Linked DNA regions of Canis lupus: region 2 is linked to region 1. Evidence: chromatin contacts called from public Hi-C data. All regions are on one chromosome and are shown on one strand. Each heading gives the region's core, a stretch centred on a gene start, on an enhancer-like site or on the middle of the called end of the contact. The rest is flanking DNA. Distances are from core to core; before and after follow the strand shown.

Region 1 (4,993 bases), core at 1,974-4,473:
CCCCCTTATAGAAAAATATATGATCTCTGGTTAAGAATGCCTACATATAACTCTAACTAGAGCCTTCTACAGAGCCTGGGATCATGGTGGTACATTCTGGACCCCTCAACAGGAGAAGTTTCTGATCTTCTACCCACTGTGCTGGTCCCAGTTGTGATAAAGCAAAAAGAACCCCAGATTGCAGGTCAGCAGACCACAAGTCCTCTTCTGGGCTCTGTTGCCCTTAAGTATGGGACCTTGGGCAAGTCACTTCATATTCTCTGTTCCTTGGTTTCATCATGTGTCACATGAGAGGTCAGAATAGATACTAAAAAAACAAATTTTAAAAAAATTGAGATATAATTGACATACAGCATTGGTTGATATTGGTTGACAACATAATGATTTGATATTTGTATATATTATAAAATCATTACCTCAATAAGTCTAGTTAACAACAGTCACCACCCAAAGCTAATTTTTAGGATTTACTCTCTTGGCAACTTGCAGATGTGCTCTACAACATTATTGACTAGTGTCACCTTGCTGTACATTGGACCCCATGACTCACACCTTTTTTATAACTAGAAGTTTGTACCTCTTGACCCTCTTCATCAATTCCACCCATGCCTCTGGCAATCACAGTTCCATTCTCTACATTTATGATTTTCATTTTGTGTTGTTTGTTGCCTTGCTTTGTTTGTTTGTTTGTTTTTTGGATTTTACATCCAAGTGGTACCTTACAGTGTGTGTCTTTCTCTGACTTATTTCACTGAATGTAATGCCCTCAAGGTCCATCCATGTTATCACAAATGCTGAAATTTCATTTTTTATGGCTGAGTAATATTCCAGTGTGTATCTATCTATCTATCTATCTATCTATCTATCTATCTATCTATCTATCTATCATCTATCTATCTACCTTATCTATCTTCTTTATCCATCAATGGACACTTAGGTTGTTTCTTTATTTTTTTTTAAATTATTTATTTATTCATGAGAGACACAGAGAGACAGAGACATAGGCAAAGGGAGAAGTAGGCTCCCTGCAGGGATCCTGATACTGGACTCCATCCCAGAACACTGAGATCACAACCTGAGGCAAAGGTAGATGCTTAACCCCTGAGCCACCCAGGTGCCCCCATTTGTACTGTTTCTAGAAGAGATGATCTGCTTAAAAATCCTTCAGCTTTAGATTTCTGCTCTTTAAGGGTCTGGATTTTATTTCAGGAGCTGAGTAGATAGGGCGTTGTGATTCATGTATTTTCAAACCATCTGAAATCTGCTTGGCCACCCAGACAGGTCTGTTAAGTTAGTTAATTTAGTTAATTCTGTGCACTGAAATCTAGGATTTGAATTTGATGACCACACATAACCCTTCATGTGTCCAAGCTTCCACCCAACCCTGGTCAGCCATCCCGATAAATTGAATTGCCACACAGGGGCTGCTTAAAAGAGCACAGATGGGTCCAGTTCAACCCATCAAAACTTAGGAGAAACAATGTAGAACCCAAGGCCTCCTGGTAGAATGGCCTATAATAACACCTTCTAAAGGCATTTGTTTGTTTATTTATGAGAGAGAGAGAGAGCATGCACAAGTGGGGGGAAGGGCAGAGGGAGAGGGAGAGGAAGAGAATCTCAAGCAGACCCCATGCTCAGTGTAAAGTCTGACTCAGGGCTCAATCTCATGACCCTGAGATCATGACCTGAGTGGCTCAAGAGATGAGTGCTCAACTGACTGAGCCACCCAGGCACCCGTCACAATAATACCTTCTACCAGAATGAATACCTGCGACTAATCTTGGACAGATATGGCCTGCCAGGAAAATAGGCTTTGCATTTGTGTTGCTTTTGGTTTTCAAATGAAAATAAATGTATATTTTCATTGATCATAAAAGTACTTCACATTTCTTATAGATACTTTGAAGAAATACAGAAAATATGAGGAAGAAGTTACAAATTACCCTGAAATCTAACTCTACAGAGATGAGTGCTGTTAATAATTAGATAGATAAACCGTCCACGTATCTCTTTTATACACACACACCATCAACACACAGTTATCTAACAGGCATATGCAAGTTTTGTCTCCTACATTTCATTTGTCAAAGTGACCCACACTACTACTATTCTATGGCTTTGGCTGTAGATTTCCAACACTTTTTAATGGTTGCACAGCATTTTACCAAATGTATTTAATTCACTGGCTCAATCATGTCTAGATTGGTTCACTTTTGGTGTGTGTGTATCTATTTACCACACTGTGGTGACTACCTTGTACTTACATTTTGTGCATTTTGTGGCTCATTCGGCTGAGGAGAAATTTTTAGTCTTAAAATTAAGGAGTCAAAGGTTACTTGTTAATAATTGTAATGCACAAGGTCAAACTGCCCCCAGAGAACCTGTAACACTTTACGTCCACCAACGGTATAGGAGAGCGCCCATTCCCACTCTCTGGTCAACCCTGGCTGTTGTCATTGTCCATATTTAGAGTTTTGGTCCATCTGATAGGTTAGAAGTGACGTAATATTGTGGTGTTGATTTGCATTTCCTACATTGTTCTGCTTCTGAATCAATCACTGTCTGTGATTGAGCTGGGGAAAAAAATGACTTCATATCAGGTTCTCAGTACTACGAGAGAACCTAAGCCTGGCATGGAGCTTAGACGATTATCATTCAGAGGAGCCAGAAGCCCAGCATGGAAGAGTTGGACCATCCTTGAGGACCATCATCTTTCACTGATTTATTTACTCAGAGGCTCACTTGCAGCTACTTTTGGGCACTTGTTGAATGGCGTCTAGAAGGCCACATGGTTCCAGTTATACAGGGCTTGAATGACAGAGAGGACATGTGGGCCATTATCTTGAGGCTACGTGCAGGCAGAGATCTGCCTCCCCGTGTTCCTAATGGTGGCTTTGCTCCATGCCACGTCCCCTGATCACATCTCCCTTGGCTTGAACGGTTCTTCCTGTTTCTCTTCTCCTAGGCTTTGAAGCCATCAGCTTCACTTTAGCTAATGCATCCAAGAAATCTGCTGGAAAGCTCCAAAATGCCCAAATGACCCAGTGGATCAGAGAGTGGGGAGCGCAGCCAGCGGGGACGACTGTGGAGAGAAGTTGAGTGCCTGGAGTGGCCACTCTGTCCGGCCGCCTTCCGCTGTGGCCTCAGGCCAGATGACCGGCTGGAGCAGGAGAGGGCTGTGGCAGAGAGTCATTCCTTCTAGGTCTGGCGCTCAGTGGTTTCCTGCCTTGCTGAGGGGCCGTTGCTGGGCGGTGATGATTCATGGCATTTGGACAGTGTGGCTGTGTTCTGAACAGGGAAGTGAAAAATAGCACAGCCAGGGGCAGTGCAGGACAGGACAGGGGCTGTCACAAGATGTGAAGCTTTACTTTGGAAAATGCAGGGGGCGGGGGAGTCACGATGAAGTTGGTCGTGGTTCGGGCCACGTGAGTGTTGGCCCCGCTCACTCTTCTTCGGGGCATCAACTTTTCCAAGTGCTGGTCACTAGGCTGCCCCTTGGAAGTGGCTGCTGGTTTTGGCCCAGCTGCTGGGGGTAGGAGGAAGTGGACAGGTGATTCAGTGAGTGTCAGCTTCCTCTCTGACTCAGGATTGGATCCGTTTCTTAGGGTGGTGCCACCGGGCCCATGTGGCTTTAGCTGGATTCTTTGAAACTGAAGTAAAAATGAAGGCTCTGCCTCTGGTGGTTGCTGGCCCTCCTCTGACCTTTGCAGATGAGTAAGGGGATTAAGCTGGATTCTGTGGCCTCCCCCGAAATTGGGTGAGCTCCTGTGACCCGAGGCCTTCCTGTGGTTCCAGCCCATGAAGACCAGTGAGGTGCAGAGCTGAGGCATCTCCTGGGTCTCTACCCACTTCGGGGGCTGCCTCATATTTGAGGGAGTGGTAGGGTTCTATGGGCCCAGCTCTGGCAGGTATTAGACTGATGGAGGAGGCAGTTGAGTGCCTGGGGATGCCAGCTCTCCCGGGGTCCATTTGTCCGCTTAGCCAGTGGTAGATGGAGAGGGCCAGATGTGCAGCTGCTACCTCCCCCTGAGAATAGTCATGACTGGCCTTTTATTCCGGAGTGCTGAGCTTTCCAAGGATCTGTCATTAGTGTGCTGCCTAAGCGGTCATCCCTGCTCTCACCTGAAACCTGTTCTAAGAAGCACTTCAATTATCCAGATAATTGCCTCTGCCTAAGAGTTCATAATGATAAAAGCACTGACTCGGTAAAGACTTAAAAATTCTCTCAGAGTCGCCACAGGGGTTCTGTATTCCAATGCCCTAAATCACCCTGGGTAATAATCTCTCCTTCCAGTCAGTTCTATCCACTTCTTTCCCCTCCATCCCCTCGTTTCCGTGGTGGGAGCAGAGGTCAGCTGGTCTCACTCAGGCACGATGGCCAGCATCCAATCACAGTGGATCTAATGAGGACTCTATTATTAGTCACACGCAAGAGAAGTGCAACTAAACCCTGTTGGGGCTTCTAAAAAGGAGCTCTGTGTGACAACTGTAGAAGCGGAGGGCGGGGGGGGGGGGGGGGCTCTGAGGACACCTGCAGCTGCGACCTGACCCTGCCAGGCGCTCTCTCTTTTCTCTCACATCATCTTCCAGCAAATATTGATTCTCATCTCTTTGATAAGCTTTCTCCTCGTGGTAGGGAATGTACACGATGGCAGGTTTGCTTATCACACCTCACAGCATCACTGCCGCAGAGGGGCTGAGAATTCCAAAGTCCCAGAGAGAGGCCTCGATGGCCTTCACTGGAGTCAGGTGACCGTCACCCGCTCAATCTCCATAGCCAGGGAAAGATCTCTGAGCAGAATGCTGTTCACATTTGGACCCCATGATGAGTGCAGGGGAAGGAGTATTTTCCAGAGGGGGCTCCTGCCCTAGGCAGACGAACAGTGGGCCGGCTACTTCTGGTTGCTGAAGGCTCTTTCTGATGACCGGGCTGAGCACTAGGCCCTCTCTGCCTCCCCTCTGCCTCTTCTGGGCCAGGGAGTGAGGGACACAG
Region 2 (5,433 bases), core at 1,239-3,738, 330 kb after region 1:
CCTCCAGTTAGGAACCCCAGGCAGTAATTTCAAAGGCACAAAAATATACAAAAAATCAATTTGTAAATTCAGAGGTTTGAAGGTAGAAAGTGACTGATTTGTGGATTATCTGTGGATTTCTCTAATAATCCCCAGATAAATCCTTAATGAGGGATATCCACACCATCCCTATTTACTGTTAACTAATTCGTACCTAATTTAACAGTGGATTTTGTTTTAACCCATTAGTCTGCTGTTGCCTGCTCCTTCCCTGTGTCAGTACAACTTCACATGCTTGATTTTAAAACAGCTTCCCTTTTTAAAATTGAGAGATAATGTATTTTTTTTAAGTGATAGAGTACAGAATCTGTATTTGCACTGATCTTTATCACAGAATACTGGGTGCTTCGGTATGGCACTAAGCAGCATAAAACAACCCTTACAAGCTACAGAAAAGGTATTAGGGCAAGAAAGTATGCTATAGGCAAAATCAATTTTAGAATCATGTGGATATTCGTCTTAAAGCTACTCTTTTATTTTGGTTCTGCGAAACAACTGAGTAAAATCTTAATAGAACAAACTTTTTAGAATGGTGATAAACAATTTCTTCTATAATAGAGACTTAAATAATGCTTTGAAAGAAATGTAGCTCTTTAAAACTCAAAGTCTTAGTAAAATGAGTCTTCAGTGCACATCAAGTTTATCACAAAGTCAGCCATGAAAATCCTCTAGGAGGTGATTTTCTTTTAGGTCAGACAAGGTCTGGATAAAAGACTACAGGATTCCTACTTTAAATTGGAAGCATCGATGCACTGGTTGATCTCGTCTTTTGAATGGACTTTAGAAGTTGGATTGCATAATCGAAGAGTCTTTTCCAGCAATTCAGAAGGCCTTGTTGCTGAGATAAGGCATCCTATATAGAGTAATAATGTCCTACTTGAATATTTTTAAATATAGTTTGCATCTTGGGGAAAATGAACTGTTACATAATCTGTAGATCCCATCACTTAATCACTCTTACTTAGCAATGACTATTTCATTCTTTTTTTTTTTAACCAATGACTATTTCACTTTTTTTTTTTTTAAGGTGTTGTTTATTTATGTGAGAGAGAGAGAGAGAGGCAGAGATAGCGAGAGAGCACAAGTGGGGAGAAGCAGGAGAAGCAGGCTCTCCACTGAGCTCGGAGCCCAACTTGGGACTTGATCCCAGGACCCCAGGATCGTGACCCGAGCCAAGGGCAGAAGCTTAGCGGACTGAACCTCTCAGGTGCCCCTATGTCATTCTTTATGTCACTACTACCAGTTGACATTAGGATGCACATGAGGGGACAGGCATCATGCACAACCAAGGAGTCACATTTTGTTGTGTAGGTACTCAGGTAGCAAGTTCAGCAGATAAATATTTGGATCATTGCATATTTCTCTGCCTTTTGGAAAATCTCTTTACCATGAGTTCAAATCGGATACTTTGAACTGTAAATGTGGCTATTTTGGAAAAAATAAGTTCAGAAGCATTTCATCAGAACTCAGGGCCTTAATTTATTTTTTAAAAATTGTATTTATCTATTCATGAGAGACACAGACAGAGGGAGAAGCAGGCTCCTCACAGAACCAATGTGGAACTCGATCCCAGGACCCCAGGATCATGCCCTGAGCCACCCAGGCATTCCCCTAAATTTATTTTAAGGTATAGAGTTTATTAAAAGTAAGTTTAATGTGTCATAAGAGTTTATTAAAAGAGCTTCAGATTTACCGAGGTTTACCTTCTTTCATTGTATGATTTTGAAGTACTAGCCACACCAGTAAGAGTTCTGCAGAAAAGTGAATTGTAGGAGTAGGGATGGTCTGGGTCTGGATCAATCAGCATTTTGTTGCACAGTCTTGGTTTGGGGCCTCTCGTGTTCTCCAAAGCCTGAGAGAGAGACTATGTGTGCTGCAAAATAGAAACAGGCGTCCTGAGCCTTAGCCCAGTCTAAAAGCCTCTTACCTCCGTTCTGTTATTTCTGCCTCCCAACAGCCAACCCATTAGCTTTTTTTTTTTTTTTTCGATAAAAGATAAAGATTTATTGTAACCCATATACATCTGAAATCAGAATTTCACAGGAAGGTCACAGTCATTAAAGAAGTTTTGGAATACTCTTCTCTTAATAAGCACCATATGGGTTGTCACCGTTCTTACTTGACACCTAGTAAGTAGGCATATCACTCTAGGCTTTGAACAGCTGAGCGTCTAGGGCCCAGCTTTCTTGGAGCTTAAGGACAATTCCACAGATAGGGAAGGGATGTCAGTGCGCTTAATTACGAGCCCTGGGGGAGGAAAGGCAAGCACGCGGTGGTTTCCTGGCACGAGTTCGGAAAGTGCAGTTAGGGCTAAATTCTCACGTGGAGGACTGAGCCTCTTTCTAGAACTTTTACCTGGAAGCTCGGTAGGACTCCAGCACGGGAACACGGTCCGGAGTCCTCAGGGCTTGCACGCGAGAAACTCTTTACGCGCAGCCTGCAACCGTCACGCAGGAAAGGGGCTTCGGGACCTCCGTATCTTCTTACAAACCCAGAGGCCGTTGGAAAACATCGGGGCCAGATCAGAATCGTCAAATGGTAGCTTTTTCTTTTTTTTACTTTTTTTTTTTTTTTTTTTTGATTGTGGCTCACGGTGGCGTTTCTGCAAAGAAAGAAAACAGCCGCCAGCGCTGCCAAGCCGTGTTTACTGGAGGGGAAGGAAAGGGGAGGAGGCGCCCTGCCCCTCCGGCAGCCTGCGTCAGGGCCTGCGCCCCCGAGGAGACCTCGCTGCGGTCTCCAGCGCGGCACCCTGACTCACGCCGCGCCCGTGTTTATTTATTCCAGAACTTGTGCCCGGGCAGGCGGCGCGGCGCACGTGGAGCGGGGACGAGGGACCGGCCCCGGGCGGCGGCGGCTGCGCCCCGCTCCCGCTCCGGCTCCCGCCCCCGCTCCGGCTCCCGCTCCGGCCCCCGCTCCCGCTCCCGCTCCCGCTCCGGCTCCCGCCCCCGCCCCCGCCCCCGCTCCCGCCAGCGAGCCGGCCGCGCGCCTGTAATTAGCGAGGAGCCGCGCCCCCCCGCGCCCCCGCCCCGCCCCGCCCCCGCCCGCGCCCCGCCCCCGCCCGCGCCCCGCCCCCGCCCCCGCCCGCGTGCCCGCGAGGGCTGTGCGCGCGCCCCGGCCCGCGTGCGTCCCCGGCGGCGCGCTCCGCGCTGGTTACCGCGTAGTGAACCAAATAAAGTAAAGGTCTGGCTCCGGCCGGGGGCGGGGTGTGGCGAGCCCCCCGCTGCCCAGAAAAGACCGGCCGCGCGTCAGCAAGGGCCTTGGCCGCCGCCGCGAGGGTCCCTGACGCGCGGCGCGGCTGTCCTGGGCGGATCTGCTAAGCTGGGGAGGGCGCATGACAAGAGCTGCCCCAAATGTCACTCCCTTTTTGGAAATCATGATGCTGCCTTTTTTTTTTTTTTTTTTTTTTAAGACTGTGGCTAAAATAAGGCAAATGTTCCATGCTGGTGGAGTAAACACTCATATTTAAGGGGCATCTGTCTTTGGGGCAAGCACACCGATGCACCGTGCGTGTCCAGGAAAAATGTGTTTACTAAGCGGACCTCAGGACATGCCCATATGGGTACTACAGTCAAATACAGTACTGTAACGACGGACTGCCTAACAGGGAGTTGCTTTATTTTATAGAGAAACCTTTCCTTCAATTAGAACAGCAGTTTTTTTTCTCCCATCAGAGTAGCACTGGGCTCTTGAGGTGCCGCGCGATTCGTTCACTTCTCATTTTTGTTAATTATTAAATCTAATACTCTGCAGTAACATCTCAAAAAAATGCAAGAAGCGTGGCCCCCATTCTTTAAAAAAAAAAAAAAATGACACTGAAATGCCATTTGTTCCCAGCCTTGGAGTGGGGGCTGAGGAGCCTCACTGTGGACTGTGTTCATAGTTTTAGTCATTGTTTAAAAGTGATTGCAGTTGACGGATGGGAACCTAAAAAAAATAAAAGAAAATAAAGCCGTGCTCCAGGCTTGAGAATACCTAGGCACGAGTCTAGCAAAAGCCTTCCTTCGCCGACGTATATTTCTTTCCAGACATCAGGCACAAAAACATTTGAGCGGCTCCGGATGAATTCCTACAAAGCAGTCCTCTTCTTATATATTTTATCAAGGAACTCAGAAGGCTTCTCCGGTTGCATCTGGGTTCCTAGGAAGCTGGTTTTGCTTTTTTTCCTGTGACTGTCGCTCTTGACAAGGCAGCACTTGAATCACCTGCTTGGCCCCTTCACAAAGATCTTTGAGAGGCTTTATGAGAACATGTCTCGGGACTGTCCAGTTCTGAGCCAGATACATGACACTGGAATATAGGTCAGGAAATCTCCAGATGCCCTTGGGCTTTGTGTGGCCGTTTCAAGTAATTCAATTAAGTTTTGTGCTTCTGTCTACAATCATCATCATCATCATCATCATCATCATCATTATTAAATTACCATATATTTACCTTAGTAGGGGCACAGAGATCAAACTGGACTGTCTCAATGACAGCTTTTTGAGTTTCATCTATCAGCCAGACGTGAGAAAGCACTGGGTGTGTATGATACCAGCTAGTGACTTGAGCGCAGTGAATGTGTACCACTAAAAATACAGATTCTTGGTTATCCTATCAAAGGGGGAAACAGAAAACAGCCTTGAAACACTGGAGAGAAGGGGCTCCCCCTGCTGTCATCATAGAAGATGCATCGTCCCTCTGGCTAGAATCCTGTACCTAGGACACTCACCCAGTGTAAAGCCTAACAGCTGAGGATTCCTGAAGGTAGCATCACCTTGGGGGATGTATAGTTCTATTGGAAATAAAATAAAGATACGGACCACAGATGAAGGAAACAAATACTTCTCTTAAAAGTTTCTATGTTCAGACTTATGTACTGAAGGGCCAGCTACCCCATAAACCACCAAACTGGCTCACCCAAGTCCCCACCCAGATGGCTCTAAAGGCAGGGGTAGTATTTGCCTCCTGGTGAGGTGGGGAGGCGGAGGGGGAGGACACGTTGGAGCGTATTGTGGCTTTTAAAATAATCAATGAAAAAAAGATGTCTGTTGAAAAAGAAAAGCACACCACTGATTTTTTTTTTAACCTCAGTAAAAATGTTAAATTTGTAAAAAAGAAAAAAAAAGTTTCATTTTCTTGCATATCACACTTCTCTGCACGTGGGTCTTTACCCCCAGAAGTAAGCCTTTGGGAGCTCCTGAACCCCACACATCTATGGCCCTGGAAAGAACTCACCCGAGTCTCCACGACACCCCTTGCCTGAGTGGAGTGTCAGCTGTGACCAGACTGAGCCAGGGGGTCACTCAGCTGTGTGTTGGCAGAGAGGTTGGGGGCTTCGATGGAATGAGTAGAGTCGGAGCTCTTCGTGGAGGAGGACAAATTGCAAGCACTGAAGAAAGAAGGGAGATGGCACAG

What was found. A called contact is a pair of places that touch in the nucleus more often than the background predicts.
Region 2: a Hi-C map of liver shows a contact between it and region 1, with 2.8 times the contacts expected there. The contact joins two enhancer-like sites. A contact is called at or near these places in 4 of 9 Hi-C or Micro-C datasets (amygdala, blood and liver).

The regions. Positions count from the first base shown.
Region 1 is chr4:5,292,643-5,297,635 of UU_Cfam_GSD_1.0, forward strand. No RefSeq gene overlaps it. Among named protein-coding and RNA genes, the nearest start is that of TOMM20, 140 kb to the left of the region's middle. Within about 2 kb of position 3,224, at least 11 of the 20 cell types and tissues checked have an H3K27ac peak or open chromatin away from gene starts, as enhancers often do. A contact at or near this core is called in liver, where this site is marked.
Region 2 is chr4:5,624,298-5,629,730 of UU_Cfam_GSD_1.0, forward strand. LOC119871436 (a long non-coding RNA gene) reads right to left here. Exons shown (of 7, transcript XR_005357767.1): 2 at 5,254-5,407; 3 at 4,748-4,810; 4 at 3,194-4,629; 5 at 2,395-2,641; 6 at 1,743-1,912. Among named protein-coding and RNA genes, the nearest start is that of IRF2BP2, 9.8 kb to the left of the region's middle. Within about 2 kb of position 2,489, at least 8 of the 20 cell types and tissues checked have an H3K27ac peak or open chromatin away from gene starts, as enhancers often do. A contact at or near this core is called in liver, where this site is marked.